Linked DNA regions of Arachis hypogaea: region 1 is linked to region 2. Evidence: chromatin contacts called from public Hi-C data. All regions are on one chromosome and are shown on one strand. The core of a region is the stretch at or near the end of the contact, and the rest is flanking DNA. Distances in the headings are between cores, read along the strand shown. Region 1 holds the start of LOC140184076. Region 2 holds the start of LOC112796537.

Region 1 (5,899 bases), core at 458-2,957, 130 kb before region 2:
CTCTAGATTTAATAAGGTAAAGCCAAGTGAACTTTGAAAAGGCATCAATAAAATGCACATAATACCAGTTTCCATTGCTATCAGCCTGGGGTGCAGATCCCCAAATGTCTGAGTAGACAAGATCTAGAGGTGAATTGTATACAGTTTGTGAAAGAGAGAAGAGTAACTAATGTGATTTTTCAACACAGCAGGCTTCACAAGTTTCTTTATTAGGTGAAACAGAAAGATTACAAGTTTTGAGTACTTTTAACACTACATTATGATTTGGATGCCCTAATCTTGCATGCCAAATCAGAAAGGAATTAGAATGTGCTAAAGAGGATGTGTAAGCAAAAGGTGTGTGCAGCAGTGATGTCCCCAAATCTATACAAGCTTTTGTCAACACTTCCTTGAAGTAATAGTTCTCTAGTGTCCTGTGATTTAATGCAGCATTTGTCAGAATAAAATTCAAAGAAAACTCTATTATCACAACAGAATTGATGCACACTCATCAAATTCTTTGTGATTTCAGGCACATGAAGTAACTTAGTTAAGGTAAGTAATCTTGAGCTCATATCAGTTTCAAAACACATTTTACCAACATGATGAATATGCAAACCTGAACCATCTCCTATGACAAATTTGTTCATCTCCAGTGTATGCCTCTTTCTCCATGAGATTTTGTGCATCGTGAGTCATATGGTGTGTGGCTCCAGAATCAGGATACCAGTTCGGATCTTAAATAATGGAGGGAGTTGCTAAGACATTGCTGTAATTTGCCTTTGGTTGTTTGACTTGATTACTGCTTCCATTCACGTCTTCATATTGCTCCTTATCATATCTATACCAGCAGAATTTTGCTGTATGTCCAATCCTATCATAGACTTGGCATTGTGCTCTTCCACCTTGCATCATTCGTCCTCTATCTTGAGTCATTCGCTCTGCATCATGTGTACTTCTGCTGTTTCTCCTAAACGTTTTTCCAAACCTGTCACGAAAGTTGCCTCTATAGTTTCCACTTGCTGCTGAACTTTGAGAGTAAAAATGATTTTGTTGAATCTGTGAATGTTGTGAATGCTGAGCTACGTTTGCTTGTACAAAAGATTCAGATTTTCTAAATCTTGCTAGCATGCTTTCATGAACAAGTAATAGAGCTTCTAATTCACCCACTTTTATGCTGGTTGATCTTGCTAAGACTGAGGTCATTACATTTCCATATTCTTCAGTTAGACCGTGTAGTATTGCATTTACATGATCGCTTTCTTTCATTGATTCACCTACTGAGGCAAGTGCATCCATAGTGCTCTTTATTGACAAGACATATTCAGTGACCGAATTGCCTATCTGAATTGTGCTTAGTTTGTTTTTCAGCTGCATTACCTTGGCCTTAATTTGGGATGAGAAGTGATCCTCCAGCCTCTTCCAGATTTGATGAGTAAGTGTACAACCAACCGCTCTTGTAGTGAATGGATTCGACATTGAAGCTAGCAACCAGGATTTCAAAAGAGCGTCTTGCCTTTTCCACTTTTGAAACTCTGGATTTACTGCTCCATTTGGAAGAAGAATCTGAGAAATTTCCTCTTCGGTGGGATGATTCAACATATCATTTTCTTCGATTGTTGACTTGGCTTGATCCTTCCACTGCAGGTAATTGTTTTCCTCTAGTTTCATGGAAATAGGAGTTGCAACGAAATTCTGACCCATGGTTCTTGATCGATCTTCAGCCATAGATCCAGATCTGATTGTTTGCGGAAGCTATGGTACCAAGAGCTCTGATACCATGAATGTATCAGTGCCTTAGGCACACAAAATATGAAGAACAGAATTGAACTTAGTGGAGAAGCATGATAAAATGCAGAGAATAGATGAAACTGAAATTTGAGAGAAGAATGGAGAATTTTATTATTGAGCAGAGTGAAAGTGAATCAGAAAAATGTTAATTACAAGCAATCTTTAACTATTTATAACTAGAGAATAATACAATTGAATTGATAACTAACTGAAGCTTATGGAAACTAGTAACTAACTTACTAACTGAAACTTGCAGTTGAGGCTTGTAACTAATTCTAACTGAATTGTCTTCACGCCAGTGCACATGCTCTTCAACTGATTTGATCACAGCTTAATACACTCATCATCAATCTTAATGTGCTCTTTCCATTCAATGGTGTTTGTACCATCAAAGTATGGCGGCTTTGTGGTAGATTGTCCTTGCATCATGCTTGTATTCATCAAATTTTAATCCATTTAATCCGTGTCTTTAATTTTTATGTACATTTTAAGAGAGAAACAAATTATACATCAAAAATCATAATTGTTTATCCAAAAATAAATAAATAAATCAAGGTCTAGAACTTAATGTATACTACTCTATCTTATTATGAGAAATCTAAACTAGTTTTAAACTTTGATCCGTCACCTTATAACTCAGTATTTATTATGCATTATGAGTTATAACTCGGTGTTAACTATCATTCATTCTTTTGCTTGTAACTGACACCTTCATTACCGACTTAATGACCATCATTTCTATCTTAATGACCAAACGGTCATAACATCAATTCTATTCATCAATTTTATACCTATAAAAAGAACCTTCTATATCTAATCTCAATAATACATTCTATATTCATAGAATTATTATAAACACAATATAACACATGATAACTTTCATTTCATGTCTTACATTCTATATTCATAGAATTATTATATACCTCTTAAACACTTACTGACTTGAGCGTCGGAGTGTCTTTTGCAGGTACCCACCCCCTTGTTCTCTCCTTGCCGACGTATAACTCATCCCAACGAGAAGCTTGAAGACATTCATCGACGGACGAGCTATACACCGGCAAAACTCAACAAGAACAATTGACGCCGTCTGTGGGGATGAGTAAAATAATTCCCACTCCCCTTAGGTTCATAAAACTTGATTTACATTCAAATTTTTGAACCAATCTCAACAATCTTGTTTAAGATTTTTAATACCTCTTATCAAATTTTAATCTATCGTAACTTTTTATAAAGTATTTACTTTATACATTCAAATTGCTTCATTTTTACGTATCATAATATTTCACATCTCATAATCGATTAATGAACTAATCCGAGAATAAACTCGGCTTTCAATCAATCCGAAACGAACTCGGTTTTCAATCAATCCGAGCACAAATTCACTTATCAAATTTACTTATTTTTTTTCAAAGTTCTCTATTTACACAAGTAAAATTATATATTTTATTCAACATACTTTTACATTTATATTTTGAGTAATTAATACTTACTGATTTATGAGTTATATTCAAAACTCAATATATGTTCTATACAATAATGACATATAACAACCATGTCAATTGTATTTTTATTTCTTATATATTATATTCTTACTGCTTAATGATTTCATTTATACAATTAAATGATAGTAATGGTGAGTTTAAATATTAAAATTGGATTCCATCAAAAATTAATTATATATCAATTGTATATAACTGTTACACTATTCATTTTATACTAAAATGTTACTATTTGTTTAATGTAAAAAATTAAACAGGCAATTTACTATTGTTACACGAGGAATATCCCTCGTCTTACTGTAACTGCTAGAAACATTATACTAAATGTATAATTCATCAATAACTGTTATCTTACTGCTTTATTATCAAATTAAAGCATGTCCTACAAAACAAAATTCAGATATTTACATTTGGCATATGTATGACATTCATATATGTCGTCTTCTTCTCTATAATTATCAACTTTTAAGGTATATTTTTTTTACTTTGAACTATTTTACTTTTACAATATATATTACTCAATATATGTTACGACTTTATACCTATTCATTTTCTCAATTTATGTTATTCATGTCAGACATTCACTGTAAATTGTAAATATTCAATAACTAATTGCTTTGAGAGAGAAATTTATCAATAAGTTGTTGTGGGTCGGAAAAATTCCCAAGACAATTAACCATTATATCCTCGGATCATACAATCGATTCCGTCAATGGATATCTATCTCTGAACTTTTCAGTTCATATACAATCAAATGCTAAAATTGTTCTTAAGCGGAAAAGTATCCCCCACACAACTATCTTGATTGAATGACTCTTATCACTCAATTATTTTTTGAATAAGTGCCGACATAATAACCCGACTAAGCTTGGAGGCTCACCATATCACTATTCACTCATCTTTTAATCGAGTTATAACTCATTTTATTTTCTAAGCTTAGCCTGGATCATATGATCGGCGGACAAAGCTTGGGGGCTGTGATCCGTCACCTTATAACTCAGTCTTTATTATGCATTATGAGTTATAACTGGGTGTTAACTATCATTCATTCTTTTGCTTGTAACTAATACCTTCATTACCGACTTAATGACCATCATTTCTATCTTAATGACCAAACGGTCATAACATCAATTCTATTCATCAATTTTATGCCTATAAAAAGAACCTTCTATATCTAATCTCAATAATACATTCTATATTCATAGAATTATTATAAACACAATATAACACATAATAACTTTCATTTCATATCTTACATTCTATATTCATAGAATTATTATATACCTCTTAAACACTTACTGACTTGAGCGTCGGAGTGTCTTTTGCAGGTACCCACCCCCTTGTTCTCTCCTTACTAACGTATAACTCATCCCGACGAGAAGCTTGAAGACATTCATCAACGGACGAGTTATACACCGACAAAACTCAACAAGAACGGACTTTAAAATTAAATTTAAAACCCAATTTGTAAATACAATATACTTTATCTGTAAAAAGGCAAACACGCTAAAACCCTTCTATCCAAGGTGTAGTTTATCCTGATATGGTAACATTATGTGATTGGTTTATGTTTAACCCAATAAATAACTATAATTTAACTTAATTAAACTAGAGTTAAAATCTTAATCGAATAAGAGTCTTTTAATAATTATCATAAAAATATGGTAAACATTGTTTTGGAATTTTTGAAAAGTTTAACTCAAATTTCTGTGCTATGTTTACTAATCTAACTCAATTTGGAAGGGAAAAGGAATAAAAAGAGAGAAAAGACAAATGAATCGTAACAAAAACAAAGCATAAAGAATAACATAGAGAAGAATAATTAATGACCAGAAAGCATAAAAGGAAAAAGGAGTTATACAATGAATAATCATAGAGAAGGAGTATAAAATGTTGTAACATAGAAGATGCTGGATGAGATATAAGGAAGACAATGTTGATCTAAATATATCACTTGCTTCTTCTCTCTACTTGTAAATTTTTCATTGGTTTTGATTTAGGGACGACCATAGTGAATAAAAAATATATGTTGCATCACTTATTCTCCTGCAAGGCACAGGAAAGAATGTAAAAGATCTCAGATAAGAGTTAAAAAAGATAAAATCAATGTAATTGCATTATTTACTTTTTCCATTGCTTATTTTTTCTTTTCTTTGTTTTTATATTTTTTGATCTTCTACTTTTTTCTCATTCTTCTGATCTCTACGTTTTGATCTTTTTTCTGTTCATCTATATTTTTTTCTTTTTTCTTTTTTGAAAGTAATTAGTTGACTTATTAGAATTTTTAAATTTAATTTAAGAATTTGAGTTTAATATTTTTCAAATTGCAAAATAGAATTTATTATATAAAATATGATAATTGATAAAAAAATTTATTTGATTAAGATTTTAGTTTTAATTTAATTAAATTAGAATTACTTATTGAATTATATATAAAAATTAATTACATATTATTATGTCAAAAATAACAAATAATTACTTAAATTAATTTAATATATATTTTATATTAATAATTAATTTTTATTTTTAATATATAATTGAAATAAAAATTACATATAGATAAGGAAATATCAAATTAGGTCAAGGGTTCAGTCAAGGGCCTTGGACTAGCATACAAATGACCAGAACTT
Region 2 (6,004 bases), core at 61-2,560:
AGCTAGTACACTAAATTTTTTAATAACTATTTAATGTAACAATTGAAACTTTTTTATCTCAATTTTCTCTACTTAAATCTTTTAAAATTCTAATCCTAATTTCACTTAAGGATTTAAAGACTTTATATAGAGTAAATTGAGGTAAAAATTTTCAATTGTCAATCATATCTTTTGAAGTTATTAAGTCACCAAAAATATCTTTTGAAGTTATTTTTATTAGCACGACATAAAATTTTAGGTAGGATTGTACATAGTTTGGTTAATCCAAAAACCAAACTTGTTTTTGGGTTACCCAAAAATATAATTTGGTTAATTAACTAAATTGGTTTTATAAACTGATTATTAAACATTTAGAAAATTCAAAAACTAGTTTTTAACGGGTTATAAAAATAAAAATCAATATTAAAAAATAACCGATTTAAAAAAATCGGTTTTTACATAAAAAAATTGAATTAAAAAAAAGAATCGATTTTTATCCAATTAAAAACCGATTAAAAATCGATTTTTACAAAAAAAAAAGTTAACCAATTTGAGCACAAAAGACAAAAGTTACATAAAATTTTATTTTAGTTTTAGTTATCCGATTAAAAACTGATTTTTAAAATTTGATTTTGATTAACCACTTTTAATAATATAGATATAATTTTTAAAATTATTTTATTAAATTGATTAATAAAAATCTAATTTTAATTTTTAACTAATTAACCACAATTTAATTATTTTATCTACACTCCTATTTTTAGGTATCACTTTAATAGTTTACTTTCTTTCGGTACCACTTGTATTGATCACCACCACCACAATCACATTTCTCACTAGCTAGCAGCCATCCTTTAGTGACCGACTTCGACAACTCCTCACTAAAAATGCTTTAAAAAAAATAAAGTTAGCTTAAACATTTAAAATTAAAAAAAGAAAAAAATTATTTGTACACTAAAATTAGTCACTAAAATCAGCTACCAATATATTTATGTATAAATACATATGTGGTTTAATTTATTTTCAATGTATATTTATAGTCCAGTTTATATTTTATACTGATAGTTGACTTTGGTAGCTAATTTTAGTATACACATAGCATAATCCTTAAAAAAAATAAACCTAACAAACATTAAAAATCTTTTAAACTATTCAAATAAACATCTAAAGTCTGACAATAGAAGAACATTTAAAACTGTACTATTTAAAAATAAAAAAGTAAGAGATTAATTCATGTTATCTAATTAAATTAATATAAATTTATCCAACATTTTTAAACGCTTTTTTTTTCTTCAAAAATATTAAAAAGCAGAGTATAAAATGACCTTTTAAATATTTTAGTTTTCATATATTTAAATATCATGTGATCCGTGTCGACTAAGAACTAAAGTATCATTTCTGTATAGTTAAAAGAAAAAAGAGTAATTCTCATGTTGATAAGAATATTTTAACTAAAGTTAGGACTTAGGTAAGAGAGCGAGGAACTTAGTGGTTGACTCTATAATAATTTGAGTTGACGACTAATAAGAACAATAATGTACCTTCACTCTTTGTCGGATTTATTATCAATTCACTTGGTGGACGACTCTTGTATATGTTAGCGTAGCAACGCAGCAATCATTATTTATTTATTGAGGTAGAAATTCAAGTGTGGTGAGTTATTATTCCATTCTCAAATCAGACCCGCGGCTGCACAAGCAAAGAATCCAACTACTTTTTCCTTCTCGTTCTTCTTCTTCTTCGCTTATTCTTCCTCTCCCTCTTCAGCTTTGAAGAGTCCACCTGCTCTATACCTCAGCTCGTTCAAGAATTTAACTACTGTTGACATTTTGGGTAAGTTTTCTCAACGATTTACGTGTATACATTATTTCCGGCCACTTAATTAGACACTTTAATATTAGAGTATTGGTGCTATACCACTTTATTTCTCTGCAGATTGACAACTTCATAGGAGGAAACGTGCCGTTCAGACTACTTTACTTTCAGTTTCAGGTATGCATCTTATAACTCGGCTTTTTCTATTTTTATGGCAACTTGTCTGATGGTACAAATATTTTTAAATGAAAAAGATAAACAATATTGCAAAAGTTAACAACCATTGAATCCAATGGCTAGTGTGGGTTCCACCATATTGCAACCACGTTTTTCATTCTGCAACCACGATTAAAAATTCATATAGTGGGTCTTTCTTTTTATTTAAATGGGCCATTATTAAACTTCAAAAGAAAAATGAAAAACTGAAATAAACATTTAAAGGGGCATTAAGCCCAAAAGAACTGGCCTAAGGTCACTTGGACTCCTGGAGACTGATCTAGAAACGTGAAACCAGGTTGGATTTTCAAACTCTTCTTTTCCTTTGACCCAATAATAAATAGATAAATTTATTGAGTATTCATTAATTAAAAAAATTTAATGAATACTCATTAATTAAATCTTTTAATGAGTATTGTTAATTAAAAAATAATAGTAAAATTTTTTAATAAATACTCATTAATTAAAAAAATTTAATAATTTTTTTAATTTTTAGTAATTTATATATATTAAAAAATACTAGAAGATAAATAAAATTTATTATTTTTTGTCATTAATTATTTAATAATATTTAAAAGCATGGACTTAAAATGTGTTATTAGATTATTAGACTAAAAAATTTTATATATATAGTTTATATTTTTGTATCATTGTGAGTCTCACTTTAATAAACACACAATGTTTTAATGGTATTTATATAGTTTATATTCCATAATAAATCAAATTAGATAAATTCGATTTATTAGACATGCATGTAAATTTTGTAGATTTAGGATATTAGTATAATATTAGAAGCCATTTATTTTGCTCATGTGAATTACCTAAATATTATTTAGAATTTATTTCGTTGCTTATTCGTTTATGCTTCTCAAAATATTATCTATAATCGTGATGTTTGTCTAGGTTAATACTTAGCAGCTTTGCAACTTGAAGGGGAAAAAAAAGGAACTTTAGGTTCATGGCTGAAAATTTGATGACTATAGCTAGAGGACAATCTATCTTGGAGCCACCACTTTTTGATGGTAGAAATTACGCTGAATGGAAGGAACATATGGAGACATTTACAAAGTCTTTGGACTTCAAACTTTGGCTTATCATTAAGAATGGACCAAATGTTCCAAAAAAGGTTGTAAATGGAATTGAAGAGGAAAAATCGGAAGATGAATTTGATGATGAAGACATGAAGAGTGTACAACAAGCCTCAGCAGCAAGACACATCTTATTATGTGCTCTAATAAACTCAGATGTTTACAAAGATATCTTGCACTTCAAAACAGCCAAACAAATATGGGACGAGCTTGAAAACAGGTTAACATTGCAATTCTTTCTCCTTTTTCTATATGCTATGAGAGGAAAGGAAATGAGAAAATGAGAATTGTAGCAAGAAAATGACATATATATCCTTATTAAAATATATGCAATATATTGTTTTAATTTTTACAAGGTGGATATATATAATGGTAACTTTAGCAACATTATTATTCAAGCGGCTTCTTGTTTAATTTCCAGGCACATTAGAGAAGAAAACTTTCTGCGGTTTTTCATTTGTTTTTTTTTTTTCATCCCATTTTCTTGCATAACCAAACTGATGAAAAATCAAACTATTTTTTCATCCCATGTTCTCTTTCTCTATTTCTCTTTATCCCATTTTCTATTTCTTGCACAATCAAACTGACTATCAATGATTCATTGTTATGTGTGCTCAGCTCCATAATAGCCCAATTCTATGTTATTGTAAATAGTAGTGTTAGTTGGAATTTTATCAAAGCTTATTCAAAGGTATTAAACATCTCAACATTGTAGTTATAAGATATAAAATAATCTCCACCCGTTAAATTAACTATTTAAGTTGAATTAACGGGGAAAAAGACACACACACACAAAGAATATGTAGTAAATAATTTGTGATTTTTTTTTTTTTGTATTTTACAGGGAGAGAATTAACAATGTGAACCCATCGACTCCGCAAACAAATCACGTGAAGGCCAAGTCTGATCAATATAGTTGTCCCAGCCTTGTTTTCCTAGATGAAACAGGTTTAGAGTATTCTCTCTGCTGCTCAAACTTATAATGACAATAAAAAACATTATATATAATATTTATACTTAAAGTCAGTTACTTATATATATGTATATAAAATATATTATTTCATATATTTTTAATATATTTTTTATATTTTAATTTAATATATTTTGTATTTTAATGTATTATGTAGTATATTATTGATTAAAAATAGGTGTTTCATTCTTTCCTAGCCATTCATCAAACTATCGTCACATTTATCCTTCATTCTTGATACATAATTCAAGTGGATATAACTTACAAAATTAACCTCAATCTATTGGGATAGAATTTTTTTCTTAACCTATTAACTATATATTTATTATAATAAACCAACTTCATGCTATTTTACAAACTAATAATTCCATTAGAATAAATTTACTTTACGTGTAGTAAGTTCTGACAGTGTAAAAAATTGAGAATATTTTTTTTAAGTTACTTTTATTTAGAATTTAATTTTAATGCACTGTAAATATAAAATTTACACATGTATTTAGTTATATAACGTCATATTAAAAAAAATAATTACTTTTTATTTCATCCGAAAAATAGTTGTGATTGTACAACTGTATCAGTACATCAAAATTAAACTTTTTTTTTATCAGGATCAAATGTTTTTAAAAAATATTTTTTGTTGTTTGCTTTCTGTATATAATTAAAGAGACATATATTTATATTTTTTTCATTTTGGCTTGGTTTAGGAAATCCAAAGAATAATAATGATTTCTTCAACCTGTGCGTTCCTCTATACAAGCATGCACTAGAAGGTAACTGGGAAGAAGCGAAGAGAATCATAGAGAAGGATAGGAGGTTGAAGAATGCAGCCATAGCAAGTGGATTGCCTACAGTGTTACACATAGCAGCAGGTGCAGGTGAGGGTGCAAAGCATGTTCACTTTGTGGAACAACTACTGATGCCAGAATTTCTAAACGAAGAAGACCTACAGTTGCAAGATTACAATGGAAACACTGCGTTTTGCTTTGCTGCTGCAGCTGGGAACATGCAAGTTGTTGATTTGATGCTGAATAAGAATCCATCAGTGGCATGGGCTAGGGGTGCAAAAGGAGCCACCCCTATTCAATTTGCTGCATTGCAAGGCAGATGTGAAGTGGTTTGCCATCTCTATGACAGAACAAAACAAAGATTCACAGAGGATGATGAGAAGCAATTGTTCTTCACTTGTATCAACACTGGACTCTATGGTATGCATTTATTGTTGTTAATGCCTAATAAGATGAGAATGGGTTATGCTAGGTAACCAATGTTTTTGTTGAACAATATGAACAATGAGTTTTAAAATTGGCCTAATTCAAGTAAAACACTATATCTCTAAATAACTCACCTAAATCTTAATATTAGAATAATCATCTGCACACCTAGTTAATTAAACATCCGATATATTCATTATTCATATTGTTTAATATTTTCATTGTCTACATATACTTTTTTAATGAAAATATTTGATAATAAACAAAATGTAACTAAAATCAGAACTTGTTTTATTTAATATTTATTAATGACGGTAGTAATTAATAAATATTAAACAAGACAAATTCGGACTTTTTTTCTTAATATTACTATTAAATTTGTTTTTAGATAAATTTTAAAATAATAAATTTGAAATTAATTTTTCTTAATAATGTGATAATATATAATTTGATATCTATATAAAATTATTTTATATATTAGTGTATGAAAATTATATATATTCTTTGATCCATGTGTTTTTTGGCTTTTTAACAATTATTATGAATATGGAAGAGAATGTGTTGCTAAATTTAAGATAAATATTTATTAATAGAGGAACAATTGACTAGTAGATTTACATCACTTTCAATTTTAATTCAAATTTCTCATTTCGCAAATAATTAATCTCTCTTTTTTAAAATAAGTATTTTTTTATCTTTTAGATTTATTAAGAAACTAATGTGAA

What was found. Hi-C and Micro-C count contacts between places; a contact is called where the count stands out from the background.
Region 1: a contact with region 2 is called in a Hi-C map of leaf, with 2.3 times the contacts expected there. The contact joins the promoter of LOC140184076 here to the promoter of LOC112796537 in region 2. A contact is called at or near these places in 5 of 8 Hi-C or Micro-C datasets (leaf and an unstated tissue).

What each region holds. Positions count from the first base shown.
Region 1 is chr4:23,847,578-23,853,476 of arahy.Tifrunner.gnm2.J5K5, reverse strand. LOC140184076 reads right to left here and starts at 1,707. Exons shown (of 1, transcript XM_072234362.1): 1 at 718-1,707. The coding sequence starts at 1,707. The coding sequence ends at 718.
Region 2 is chr4:23,717,918-23,723,921 of arahy.Tifrunner.gnm2.J5K5, reverse strand. LOC112796537 reads left to right here and starts at 1,310. Exons shown (of 8, transcript XM_025839025.3): 1 at 1,310-1,812; 2 at 1,915-1,971; 3 at 2,914-3,318; 4 at 3,943-4,046; 5 at 4,773-5,273. The coding sequence starts at 2,969. LOC140184416 (a long non-coding RNA gene) reads right to left here and starts at 869. Exons shown (of 2, transcript XR_011881025.1): 1 at 1-869.